Regions from separate parts of the Mus musculus genome. Here all the other regions are linked to region 2. Evidence: chromatin contacts called from public ChIA-PET and Hi-C data. All regions are on one chromosome and are shown on one strand. Each heading gives the region's core, a stretch centred on a gene start, on an enhancer-like site or on the middle of the called end of the contact. The rest is flanking DNA. Distances are from core to core; before and after follow the strand shown. Region 1 overlaps Gm30235 (a long non-coding RNA gene). Region 2 has its middle 43 kb from the start of Gm30292. Region 3 holds the start of Cog6 (component of oligomeric golgi complex 6). Region 4 overlaps Gm30235 (a long non-coding RNA gene).

Region 1 (2,700 bases), core at 52-2,551, 150 kb after region 2:
GAGGCCGCCTTCCCTAGGCTCTTCCTGATGGGACTGCATATCACTTATCCCAGGGCCTTTAATTAGAGTTCATGTTATATGGGTATCAAGCAATGCTTTCGGTGTTAATTAATGATGCTATGAAGTCCTAATGCCCACCTAAGCACAAATGAACTTGAGCTAAGGAAAACTTTGTGCATATTAATTGAGAGAGCCATGTTCTGTAAAAACTTTATAGAGAAGCCATTTTCTGTGGTGAAATATAATTTCATGGCCTTTTCTGGGCTTCTAAGTAGCACCTGCAAGATGATGCTCTCATTCCAATCCACAAAGGCAGGGGAACCCAGACAGATTATTTATTTTTCTCCTTTAAAAAATATCACCATCATCATCATCACCACCACCATCATCATCATCATTCCGAGTCTGTGTGTGGGCCTGAGTTTATGTGTAACACATGTCCGCAGGAGTTTGGGCAGGACAGATGAACTGGGTTACAGGCAGCTGTGAACTCCAGATGAGTGCTGGCTACAGAATCAGGGTCCTCGGCAAGAACAGCAAGCACCCCTCACCACTGAGCCCTCCTCAGCCTGCAGAGAGCTCATTTTAGGCTGAAATGCCCACTGTGACACAGGCACGTTATTGGCCATTTTTGCTGACCATGCAGCTCTTGGGGCCGCATAAGACTTGAGTTCTGTATAGGTTTTCCTGAGAGCCATAGAAAAAGCATTAAGGAGTAACGCCATAAAAATAAGTCCTTGCCCATCTTACTGACAGATAGGAGGAAACCCCATGGCTGCTCAGGGTGACGGCATCTCGGCATCTGGGAACAGGCAGTTTGAACAGTTGTGAACCAGACCCTGGTGTTCAGAATGGTCAGCTTGCCTAGGAACTCTGGCTGGGAAGGGAGGAACCCATGTTCCCAGAAGGGCAGAGCCACCACAGCCCAACAACCCCAGCAGCTCGCTCCCAATTATCCACCCCAGTCTAACTTCAGAAAAATTTATTCAGCAAATTGCAGAACTTTTTGGCACTAGACTCAGAAAAAAAAATTCCAACAGTGAACTCAGATCCAAGAAAACCTGTCATCTCTTAGTCGTCTCTTCTTGCAGGAAGGAGGAAAAAAATGATCCAGACATTTTCCAAGAGAAAATAAACTCTCAAGGCTTAGGCAGGGGCTTGCAAGTTTGGATAAAAATTCTCAACTCAAAAAGGTGGTTGTCGAGTTGACAACGTGCCTCCCTCCCACACCCGTACTAAATCACCACTCCAGGGTGTGACTCAGGGAGTGTGGAAGCTCTGGGCTCATCTCGTAAACACAGAGTTTCCATGCCCATGTTCTAGATTCCTTGCTAGCTAGCCCAGTGCAACTCCGGGTCAGGGCAAATAAGGTAAGGAGACCATTCAAGTTCAACTTCAAAAGCCATTCTTCTCTGGGCTAAAGTGCAGGAGAGGCCAAAAGAACTGTTTTCCCTATTGTCTGGCACTGAGCTGCTGACAAGGAAGAAATATGAAGACTTGGCGGAAAATCAAACTCTAACAATAAGCGAGCTACACAAGGAGAGCCTTCAGTGTGGCTGTCCTGCAGGCACTCCTCCTGCTACTTTGTGAGGTCTAAGAAAGCTGTGGGAACTTTGTCCTTGTCCCTCCCCATGCCATCCTCTACCTGAGTGTTCCTCAGCAGTCCTTTGCTTTATGCCCGGTAAGCCAAGGGGCAGAGATCCCTCAGAGCTGGCAGTCCATGGAGCAGAGTCAGTGAGTGGCAGGTGTCTTCCTGCTCTGAGATGAGTCAGTCCACTGCTAATCCACCTGTTGGGGGAATTATCACTGAGACACAGTATTGAGCATGATAATCAAGATTGAGTGAAGCCGGGCGTGGTGGCACATGCCTTTAATTCCAGCACTTGAGAGGCAGAGGCAGGTGAATTTCTGAGTTCGAGGCCAGCCTGGTCTACAGAGTGAGTTCCAGGACAGCCAGGGCTACACAGAGAAGCCATGTCTCAACTCCCCCCCCCCCCAAAATGACTGAGTGAAGCTCTGTGAGTCCTTAGGTGGGAATGTCTATACCCTGTCATCTTCCACACTGTCCCATGCTCGTGCATACACACACGAACACACACACACACACACTTTTCTCTCAATGCCAGAGTTGTCATGCTTTTATTATAACATAGTCACCCATTCATCAGATATTACACCCCTCCTACTATACTTCTCCATATTTTCCCATCTCCATCTTCCATTAGTACCCCCTAATTATGCAATCTATTTTCGTTAGGGTTCACTATTATTGCCCATGCTATCCAGGTCATCTCATAAAATCATTTTCGCCTAAGTACCAAGCCTTTCAAGGAGAAATAGGTTAATGCAAGAAGTGAGTTAAAGCTGACAGTCCAGGGAGTGGAGTTTTGATGGGGCTGGAGTAAGCAGGACTAGTTAATTCGCAACAGATGAACTAAAGTTCATTTGAGTGAAGGAAGTGGCCCATTCATTGGCTTCTGAGATGGGGGAGGGCAGACAGCTAGAGAGGAGCCCTGTAGGTCCATTTTCTATTGTGAGCCAGACCAAAAATCCAGGTGACAGAAGGTTGATTCTTTCTGTGGCCTTCAAGGGAGAATCTGGTGTTTGGTTTGTGGACAGATTTCTGCCTTACACTTACAGGACTGGGGTTCCTGTACTCTTGCTGGCTTTCATGTGTAGGCCAGTCCTAATTCCTAAAGG
Region 2 (2,700 bases), core at 91-2,590:
AAGGCCTCTGAGAAGGACAGGGAGGTAGCAGGAAAGGGACAAAAAGACCAGACCCAAAAGGTCTGGGCAGGAAACTGTGGAGACCTGAGGGCTCATTAGGGAAGCTTTGAGCTTCTTCCAAGGTGAGGAGAAGCCTCCCAGAGCTGTGGTTAGCTGCCGACTGTTTCACAGGAGGGCTCTTTTGAAGCTTTCCAACAAACTGCTGGGAGCTGGCTTCCTCCTGCTTACACACTTTACTCTCTTCTTTATCGCCATACTTTGTATCGAATATCGCCACATTCCCAGGTGCATGGCACTTCCACCCAAGTCCCCATACCTCTCTTCTTCAAATGATTTAGTTACTGAAATCTGTGGTCCCATCTCCTTGGACTCATTAGGTAGCTTGATAATATTTTTACATGCAGGCCGGGAAGAAAAATAAAAACTTCTCAATTTTCAAATAATTTTTATTTATTATCAGACACAAAATAGTGTACTTTAGAATCCTAGGGTCTTTGGGGATTGGTAGCCAGAGTCTTGATTTTGTTATAAAGGATATTATGTATCAGTATTGGGTAATAGTGCAGCTTTCTTGACCAGTGAAGAGGAAAGAGGACAATTCCTTATTGCAGGAGGCTGTCTGAAGTACCAGAATGCTATACCAGAATTTTAAAAGGCACAGGGTAGGCATTTTAAGCACAGGGAAGCCCCTACCTCTCAAAATATAAAATAATGTTTTTAACCATAGTGGTAATTCCATATGATGGACTTTGTTAAACGTAAAACCACTAATATATATGAAAACACAATTTATCAAATTTTACCGACTAGTAAATTACAGGTTGTATTGACTCACTATTTGAAGCACTAATGGAATAAGGGAAGCTAAAAGCTGTCTTTTCATTGGCTGGGTGGCTGGTCTTCAACAGCTGGGCGACCAGTGTGGTAAACAGGAAGCCATCTCCATGGTAATGGGCAATTCAACTTAACTTTTTAACACGCTAAGAGGTAATTACTTTTTTTTTTTTTAATTTCCATTTTTAAAACGTTTGGAGTTCATGACAACAGTGAGGACCCGAGGGTCAGGCATTTCCTGGTCGTTAGTGAAGCTGACTTTAGCTGACTTTAGGTCACTAAGAATTAAACGTTGTGACCCCCCTCCCCTTTTTTTTAATGAAAAGTGAACTGTGATTTTTTTTTTTTCTCTTTCTCTCCTCTTCCTGAAGTCTGCAACACAAATAAATGACAGAATTTTATGCTCACACACATGGTGTTTTGATTTCCTGCAGATGATAAGATCAGGGTGGAGGACCGATAACCACAGGGTGTAGGAGGGTGGGGCTCAGGCAGGCCCACATTAAAGCCACAGGTGGGTCCCTGACAGATGAGAAGATGAACCAGGGCTGAAGAGGCCAGCCAAGACGGTGAGTTCTGCTGAGACAACCTGGAAGGAGAAGATGGGCGGTCTCAGGGCAGAGGAGAATTCTGTTGGAGGCCGAGCTCTGCCAGGGACTTCTAGAATACACTACAGAGCCTGTATCCTAGGCAGCTGCCTGGGTGTGGTCCCCCTCTAACACCCACATTTTCTCTTCCCTACCTTAATAATCTATGCACTTCAAAATTCCAGGCAAGTCTGCATTCATAGGCTGTCTTGAGAACAAGAAATAAGAACAAATGAAGTCAGTGTCCACAGTAGCAAACCACAGTCCAGCTCTCTGCAGGCAGCGCTTGCTCTTCAACAGCCTGTCGCTGTCAAAGGTAGCTAGAGTCTGCCTAGCGTTGAGTCTCCGCAACACTGTAGCAACCCTCTTCGCCTTTCCCACGCTACAGCCTGCTCCCATTAGCCATCAGTGAGTGTACAGCCAAGCAGAGAAGACAGATGAGACTCTCCAGCAGCCTAGGGCAAAGTCTTGGGAAGTCCCCAGGTCCAAGAGTTGGATGGACCCAGAGAAGCTTCAGGGTGCAACAAGTGCATTTCTACTGACTATAGTCTTTCCTGGTCCAGAACCCATGTCCAAAAGGTTCTGGCAACACAGGAAGGAGAAGAAAGATTCTGATAAAAATGAGTTGCCCACAGGGTATACACAGAAGTCTCGGGGGTCGTTGATGCTTTTCCGGGAGCCATCTGATGACTACAGCTTCAGACAAGAGTGCTGTCCATTCTTATAGTCAGTATTTAAATATTCAGTACTTTAAACAGAAATACTTCTATTGATTTTATTTTGAGCTATTTTATGATTTTATTTTTGAGACAATGTATCACTCACTCTGTAGCCCAGGCTGCCCTTAAGCTTTCAGTCTTTCTGTCCCAGCTGCCAGAACACTGGGATTACAGGTTTTCCTTAAACCCAATTAGCGCGCAGAAGTCCTGGATGCTGGAGGGAGGATGGATGCCATGACAGAATGTCTCAGGAGCTAGGCTAGCCTGCAGGGATGTAGACTGCTTCCACAGGCTCAAAATGATTCTACCTCCGTTTCTGCAAGAGTTTTGTGACCACGGACCCCGTTGATCATGTGCACACAGATGCCTTAAAGCTGTTCAGACCAGGATCTTATTCAAATCTGATATTAGAAGCTGTTCTTTCTTAGCCCCACCCCCATCATCAATCAGTTCATCTGTACATAGCTGGGTCTACGTTCCTGTCAGGACCAGTCCCATGACTGTGTGCTCCTGGCTGGGATAAGACTTCTCCTGCCTCACAGTGAATCCGTTTAATGCAG
Region 3 (2,739 bases), core at 136-2,635, 180 kb before region 2:
AATCTATCAGATGAGGTTAGTAGCACAAACATGTCCATCCATGAACACAGAAAGGGACCCCAGCAGAACCCAGGGCCATTGGTGCCTTGACTCTGGACCTCTCATCCTCCAGAACAATCAGAAATAAATTTCTATTGTTTGTAAGCTACCAAGTATAGAGCATTTTGCTGTAGTAGCTGAAAAGGATTAAAGAAGATTGCAGGAATTAGTATATAGAGATTTGAAATTTTGGGTGCCTGTGCCCAGTAACATGTTATGGCGAGAGAGTTGCTACCACAGAGCAACTGCCAATAAATAAGACTAGCTCGATAATGTGAATCTGAACTTGCAGGTGTAATAAAAAAGATCAGTTAACACTATCACAGTATGGCCATTATTGATAATTGTCACCGTGTTTTGTAAATCAAAAAGTGATATCGCAGGCTGAAGAGATGGCTCTGTGGTTAAGAGCACAGCTGCTCTTGTGTAAGACCTAGGTTCAGTTCTTAGGACCCCGGATTGGAACCATCATAACCCCAGCTCTAGGGGGACATGACGCCCTTTCTGGCCTCCACTGGGACTGCATGTATACAGTGCACATCCATGCATGCATGCATACACACATACACACATGCATACAGGAGAAACACTTTCTTGCCCACTGCTTTCCAGCTACACTGCCTTTGGTCAGTTTGTGAGAATGCAAAGTTCCTTGTTTCTGGGCCTTTACATGTAGGCTTTCTCCTATTTGGAGATTTCTCACAGCTCTAGGTCTCTTTTAAATCTGAAATTAAAGGCCAGGTCCTTCCAAGCCTTCTTGAGTAACCACTTTGGCCTGCATTTCATTTCTTTCCTCTGTCTCTTCATTGCCTTCTGTTTACTGTCTTGTTTATTATTTATGTCAGTGCACACCAGCAGCCCTGGCAAATACTCTAGCTTCGATTGATGCTTTTCAGAATGATGAATTCAGATAAACGAAATTTAATTGCAATCAGTTCTGTTGATCATGCATGCATGCCAGCTACTGGTTTCGGCATATTTTACATATACTTTACATTATTACTTTACATATTTTACATTATTACTTTGGCTTTTTTTTTCAAGATTCAGATTCCTGAAGTCTCTTTTACAACCTCCAACCTCTTTTTTTTGTTGTTGTTGTTGTTGGGTTTTTTTTGTTTGTTTGTTTTTTTTTTTTTTTTTTTTTTAGTTTTTCGAGACAGGGGTTTCTCTGTATAGCCCTGGCTGTCCTGGAACTCACTTTGTAGACAACCTCCAATCTCTTCTGAGCGTGTCCTCGCCTCCCAGGATTTTAAAGTAAACCGGGCAGGTAGAGCGTCTCGGATCGCGGTGCGCATGCGCGGCCAGGTGTGCGCATGCGCGAGTGAGTGCACAAGCGCAGTGCTTCCGTTACGCCGGGTCTGTCAGCGATGGCTGACGCCAGCGGGGAGGTGGCTGCGGTCCCCGCCTCCGGGGCCGCCAATGGCTTCAGTAATGGGGCAGGTGCGACCCCCGCGCAGCCCAACAATCCGCTGTCGCGTAAGCTGCACAAGATCCTGGAGACACGGCTAGAAAATGACAAGGTAACCGGAGGGGGCGGGGCGGACCCCTGGTCTCGGGCAGAAGCTGCTGCTGTCCTAGGCGTAGGGAAGCGCTTTTTGGGGTAGCTGTGCCCTGCCCTTGCGCTCTTGCTGTGTCCTTTACTTGAACTCCTTCCCGCACGCCCTCCCCTTAACCGTCTAGAGCAGTACTTCGCGGCTCTTATCAGAGCTGGCTGTCTCCCCTGCAGCTTTGAGTAGCCAGGTATAGCCGTGCCTACGTGGCACAAAAGAATACAGTAAGGTGGGAGCCGTAAAGACGTGGGTAAAGATAGAAGTAAGTAAAAATAAGCTGTCAACAAGAATTTGACTCCTGTGTGTCAAAAACAGAACATTAACATGCTGAGTTATAAATAAAGCCCTGGGCTAGATAGGGTTGTGACATGCTACCAAAAGCCATACTGAGTAGGACAGCTTGGGATGACAAGCCCAGTGTTAGCATCAAGAAGAAACTACAAAGCGCTTCTCAAAGCGGACCTTAGGTCCACAAAACAGCGAGAAAAAACAAAACAAAACAAAAACGTCATGGTCGCTGATTTGAGAAATTTGCTGCGGGTCTGATGAATAAAACTTTCTGAATCCCTGTGAACCACAGTACTTCAAACCCTGCTGCAAGGACTGGTCAACATAGTAGACCCGTTTCTCCAGCACTCCCAACTGCCAGGCACACAAGCCACTCTTTGCAATTTGAGTGAATCGAGCTATAAAGTTTTGCCTGCATTTATCTGACTTTGGCTCTCACTTCTTCAAGCATCTTGACAACTTTGTGCAGGAAAAAACACGTTCACAAACAACTGGAAGCTCCCTAAGAGTTCACAGAATCCAGAACTCATTGGCAAAAATGTGTCCATTGTAAAGGTTTCTGTTTTAATTAATAAAGGTGTTTGAGCTATTGATTTATAATTGGCATACTAAAATCAGTTTCTTTTGCACCAAACCAGTATAAATGTACATATTTTTATCTCATGATACTTGGTGCTATAACTTTCTACACTTTGACAATTCACTTACAGTCTCTCAGAACATATACTACATAAAGAATTGCCTTCTCAGAAATGGAGGAGGAATGGAGGGAGGGGAGAGGGGCTGTGAGGAGAGTAGGGGAGGGGAAACTGGTCAGGATGTAAAATAAAGTTAAATGAAAAACGGGAATTACCTTCTT
Region 4 (2,711 bases), core at 110-2,609, 140 kb after region 2:
CAGCATCATTCAGGACAGAGAAGAAATGCAAATATGGTTTCCAGTTTTGCCTTGTGAAGTATTGTCAAGTATTGTTATGTGTACACAATCATATATTGTAAACAGCAGGTTTAACCTGAATTCACTGACATGCATCAATCAACTTCCCAGGATGCCTTCCCATACCACCCTCTGCCTATGGATTATTGCATCATGATGGTGGAACAGTAAATTAGTCTTACAGACAAGGTCAGCACTCTCAGTGCCCTAAACTACCTTAGTTAGGCATCTGGTCGACCCTGTTATTGTACACATGGATTGAGCCACAGAAGGGAGGAATTCTTGCTCTCAACCCTACAGAGCTGGTTTGTGGCTCTGCCAGACCACACCCTGAACCACTCTTATACTTCTTTATACTTTACCCAATTCTACTCCTAGAGACTCAGTCATTAGAATACTTGTGAAGAACAAAATCCAGTTTTATTTCAGTATCTTTGTAAGACTCTTCATATAAAACCTTTTGCAAGCCAGAAAAAAAAAATATCCTTCCCAGCTTGTGCAAAGTACAACTCAGAAAAGACGGGTACCAAAGTTGCATCACTGGAATAAAAGCTTAGCTAGTGTCATGGCTTATCTTCATTGAGACCTTGATGAGTTTGAGAAGCACCTACAAGACCAATAAATCACATATCTGGGTATCTCTATGAGGGCATTTCCAGAAAGACTAACCCCTGAATGTTGATGGTACCCGTCTCTTATGCACAGGGCCCAGATGCAATCAAAGGGAAAAAGTTCACCAGGAAGAACTATCTCCCTCCCTTTCCTCCCTCCCTTCCCTATCTGTTTCTCTGCTTCTTGGCTGCCCCAAGGTGAGCTAATCTATTAAGCCACACTTTTGGTAGCTATGAGGCACCAAAAACTTCTGAAGTCCCCCCTCCTTACATTGTATTTGGTTTGTTGGTTGGTCGTTTGGTTTGTGACAAGTTCTCCATATGTAGCTCAAGCTGACTTCACTCCTCTGAGCTGGGACTATAAGCATATGCATCTTGCCTGGTTCGTGAGTTCCCTGGCTGTTGTATTTTTGTCACAGCGAAAAGAAGCTAGCAAAGAAAGTACGCATGTTTAGCACTCTACTGTGTACGCTATGTGCATTTCTCCTTGTAATCCTCATTATTGTCTCCATTTTACAGTTGGGAGAACTGAGAGTTTTGAGAAGCGTATTTGTTACTTTTCTTATTGCTGGAATAAAACACTTGGCAAAAGCAACCCAAGAAAGTAGTGTTTCCTTGGGTTCATGGTTTTCAGAGAAGGTATGACCACAGAAGCGTAAGGTGTCAGACCACACTGCCTGCATATTCCGGAAGCAAAGACAGAGGCATGTCACACTTCACTCATGATCCATCTTTCACTAACTCTGAATCTGGGGACTGGTGCTCTCCATGTTCAGGTTGGGTCTTCCTTCCTTAGTTAAACATATCTGGAAATGTTCTTAGTGACACATTTGGAAGTCTGTTTCCATGGTGACTTTAAACCCAGTAAAGTTGACAGTAAAGATTAACCATCATAAGAGACGCAAAACTCCACTTAAAAGCTCACAACTGATGAGAGATAGAGCCAATATTTAGATTTGTAGTGTAAGTGAAAGCCCTAATATAATGACTATAGTCATTATAGATAAGTGTCATTCCTAATTCATCCCCCGAGATTTTAGCTTTCTAGGGTCCAGTACCCAGAGTGTCTCTCCTGGAAAGCCACCCTCTGTTCTGGCATGTAAGGAACAGACTCGTGAAAAACACCATCCTGAGCCTACTTCATCCCACGTTCTTCTTCCAAGGCTCCAGAAATGTGGTCTTCCCTTATGATGCCAATTAGGCAAGAACAGATGGTCTAGTTCTTCTCAGTTGTTACCCATTCAACATTCGTGGAAAAAATCCTGGAAGGTTTATTTGCAACATAAGTGTCAGCCCCAAAGGAAACTTCTTTTTTAATTTCTTGCCCTCCCTAGGAAAAGAAGAGTTCTAGAAAGAGACTTTCAGCAACTTTGGCCAAATGTGGCGAAATGTGTACATGATAATGTAAGGATTCAAAAGGCGTGTACGCAAACAGATCCAGTAGTTATAGTCATCGCTATGACATCTGATAGGGTGACTGGTAACCTTGAACTTGCCAATAACCAGCAGAGTGCACTTTGTGAGTGACTAGATCGGGCGAGAGGCTAGCATACTAGCAAAGCGGCTGGCCTGTTAGAGGGGTATGACATCCTCCCATCTACTCAGCCCTGAAGCAGACAGGTTTCAAACCAGCTTCCTCGTCTCTGACAAACATCCAAATTTTTGATAGCAACTGAGAACCTTATGAAGCAATTGAATAAAAGGATACACTCAAAGCCACTAGAGAACCTTCCCATACCATCTCTTTTCATCTCTTCAAGAAAATGGTGTAAAATTCCAATTTATATACTGGGCACATACCCCAAAATGTAGTTTTCGCTTCTTTGTAAAACTCGAGCATTCCAAGAGTTAAGCAATTTTGATCATTTTGAAAGTAGCTGTCAGATTTAATATCTGCTAAGGAGACAGAGGGCAAATGTATTCTGGAGCCTGTTATATAATTTACAGATTATTTTTGCAATTTATATTCCATCAAATAGGGTATATTAGACTCTCAGAAAGCACGTAATGATCAATTAATTTCAGCAGAGCAATCTTGGTGGCACTTAGGGGACAGGCATG

The links. Hi-C and Micro-C count contacts between places; a contact is called where the count stands out from the background. ChIA-PET counts read pairs in DNA pulled down with a chosen protein or histone mark.
Region 1: a contact with region 2 is called in a Hi-C map of uterus, with 4 times the contacts expected there. The contact joins two enhancer-like sites. A contact is called at or near these places in 10 of 484 Hi-C or Micro-C datasets (the C2C12 cell line, CD4 T cells, adipose-derived mesenchymal stem cells and 4 more) and 1 of 115 datasets of contacts at active chromatin or transcription factors (CD8 T cells).
Region 3: a contact with region 2 is called in an RNA polymerase II ChIA-PET map of memory CD8 T cells, with 78 read pairs. The contact joins the promoter of Cog6 here to the enhancer-like site in region 2. A contact is called at or near these places in 3 of 39 promoter capture datasets (the 3T3-L1 cell line, the C10 cell line and stem cell-derived epiblast-like cells), 1 of 15 datasets of contacts at CTCF or cohesin (large pre-B cells), 5 of 484 Hi-C or Micro-C datasets (Th2 cells, cerebral cortex, nephron progenitors and 2 more) and 2 of 115 datasets of contacts at active chromatin or transcription factors (Th17 cells and memory CD8 T cells).
Region 4: a contact with region 2 is called in an RNA polymerase II ChIA-PET map of effector CD8 T cells, with 14 read pairs. The contact joins two enhancer-like sites. A contact is called at or near these places in 3 of 484 Hi-C or Micro-C datasets (adipose-derived mesenchymal stem cells, frontal cortex and myocytes) and 2 of 115 datasets of contacts at active chromatin or transcription factors (effector CD8 T cells and memory CD8 T cells).

Annotation. Positions count from the first base shown.
Region 1 is chr3:52,684,557-52,687,256 of GRCm38.p6, reverse strand. It overlaps Gm30235 (a long non-coding RNA gene), which reads right to left. Exons shown (of 4, transcript XR_867280.1): 3 at 1,646-1,788. Among named protein-coding and RNA genes, the nearest start is that of Gm30235, 36 kb to the right of the region's middle. Within about 2 kb of position 1,301, at least 76 of the 459 cell types and tissues checked have an H3K27ac peak or open chromatin away from gene starts, as enhancers often do. A contact at or near this core is called in uterus, where this site is marked.
Region 2 is chr3:52,839,006-52,841,705 of GRCm38.p6, reverse strand. No RefSeq gene overlaps it. Among named protein-coding and RNA genes, the nearest start is that of Gm30292, 43 kb to the right of the region's middle. Within about 2 kb of position 1,340, at least 56 of the 459 cell types and tissues checked have an H3K27ac peak or open chromatin away from gene starts, as enhancers often do. A contact at or near this core is called in Th17 cells, Th2 cells, effector CD8 T cells and 2 more, where this site is marked.
Region 3 is chr3:53,015,869-53,018,607 of GRCm38.p6, reverse strand. It overlaps Cog6 (component of oligomeric golgi complex 6), which reads left to right and starts at 1,385. Exons shown (of 19, transcript NM_026225.3): 1 at 1,385-1,562. The coding sequence starts at 1,410.
Region 4 is chr3:52,702,274-52,704,984 of GRCm38.p6, reverse strand. The region is part of intron 3 of Gm30235 (a long non-coding RNA gene); the gene reads right to left. Among named protein-coding and RNA genes, the nearest start is that of Gm22798, 19 kb to the left of the region's middle. Within about 2 kb of position 1,359, at least 14 of the 459 cell types and tissues checked have an H3K27ac peak or open chromatin away from gene starts, as enhancers often do. A contact at or near this core is called in effector CD8 T cells, where this site is marked.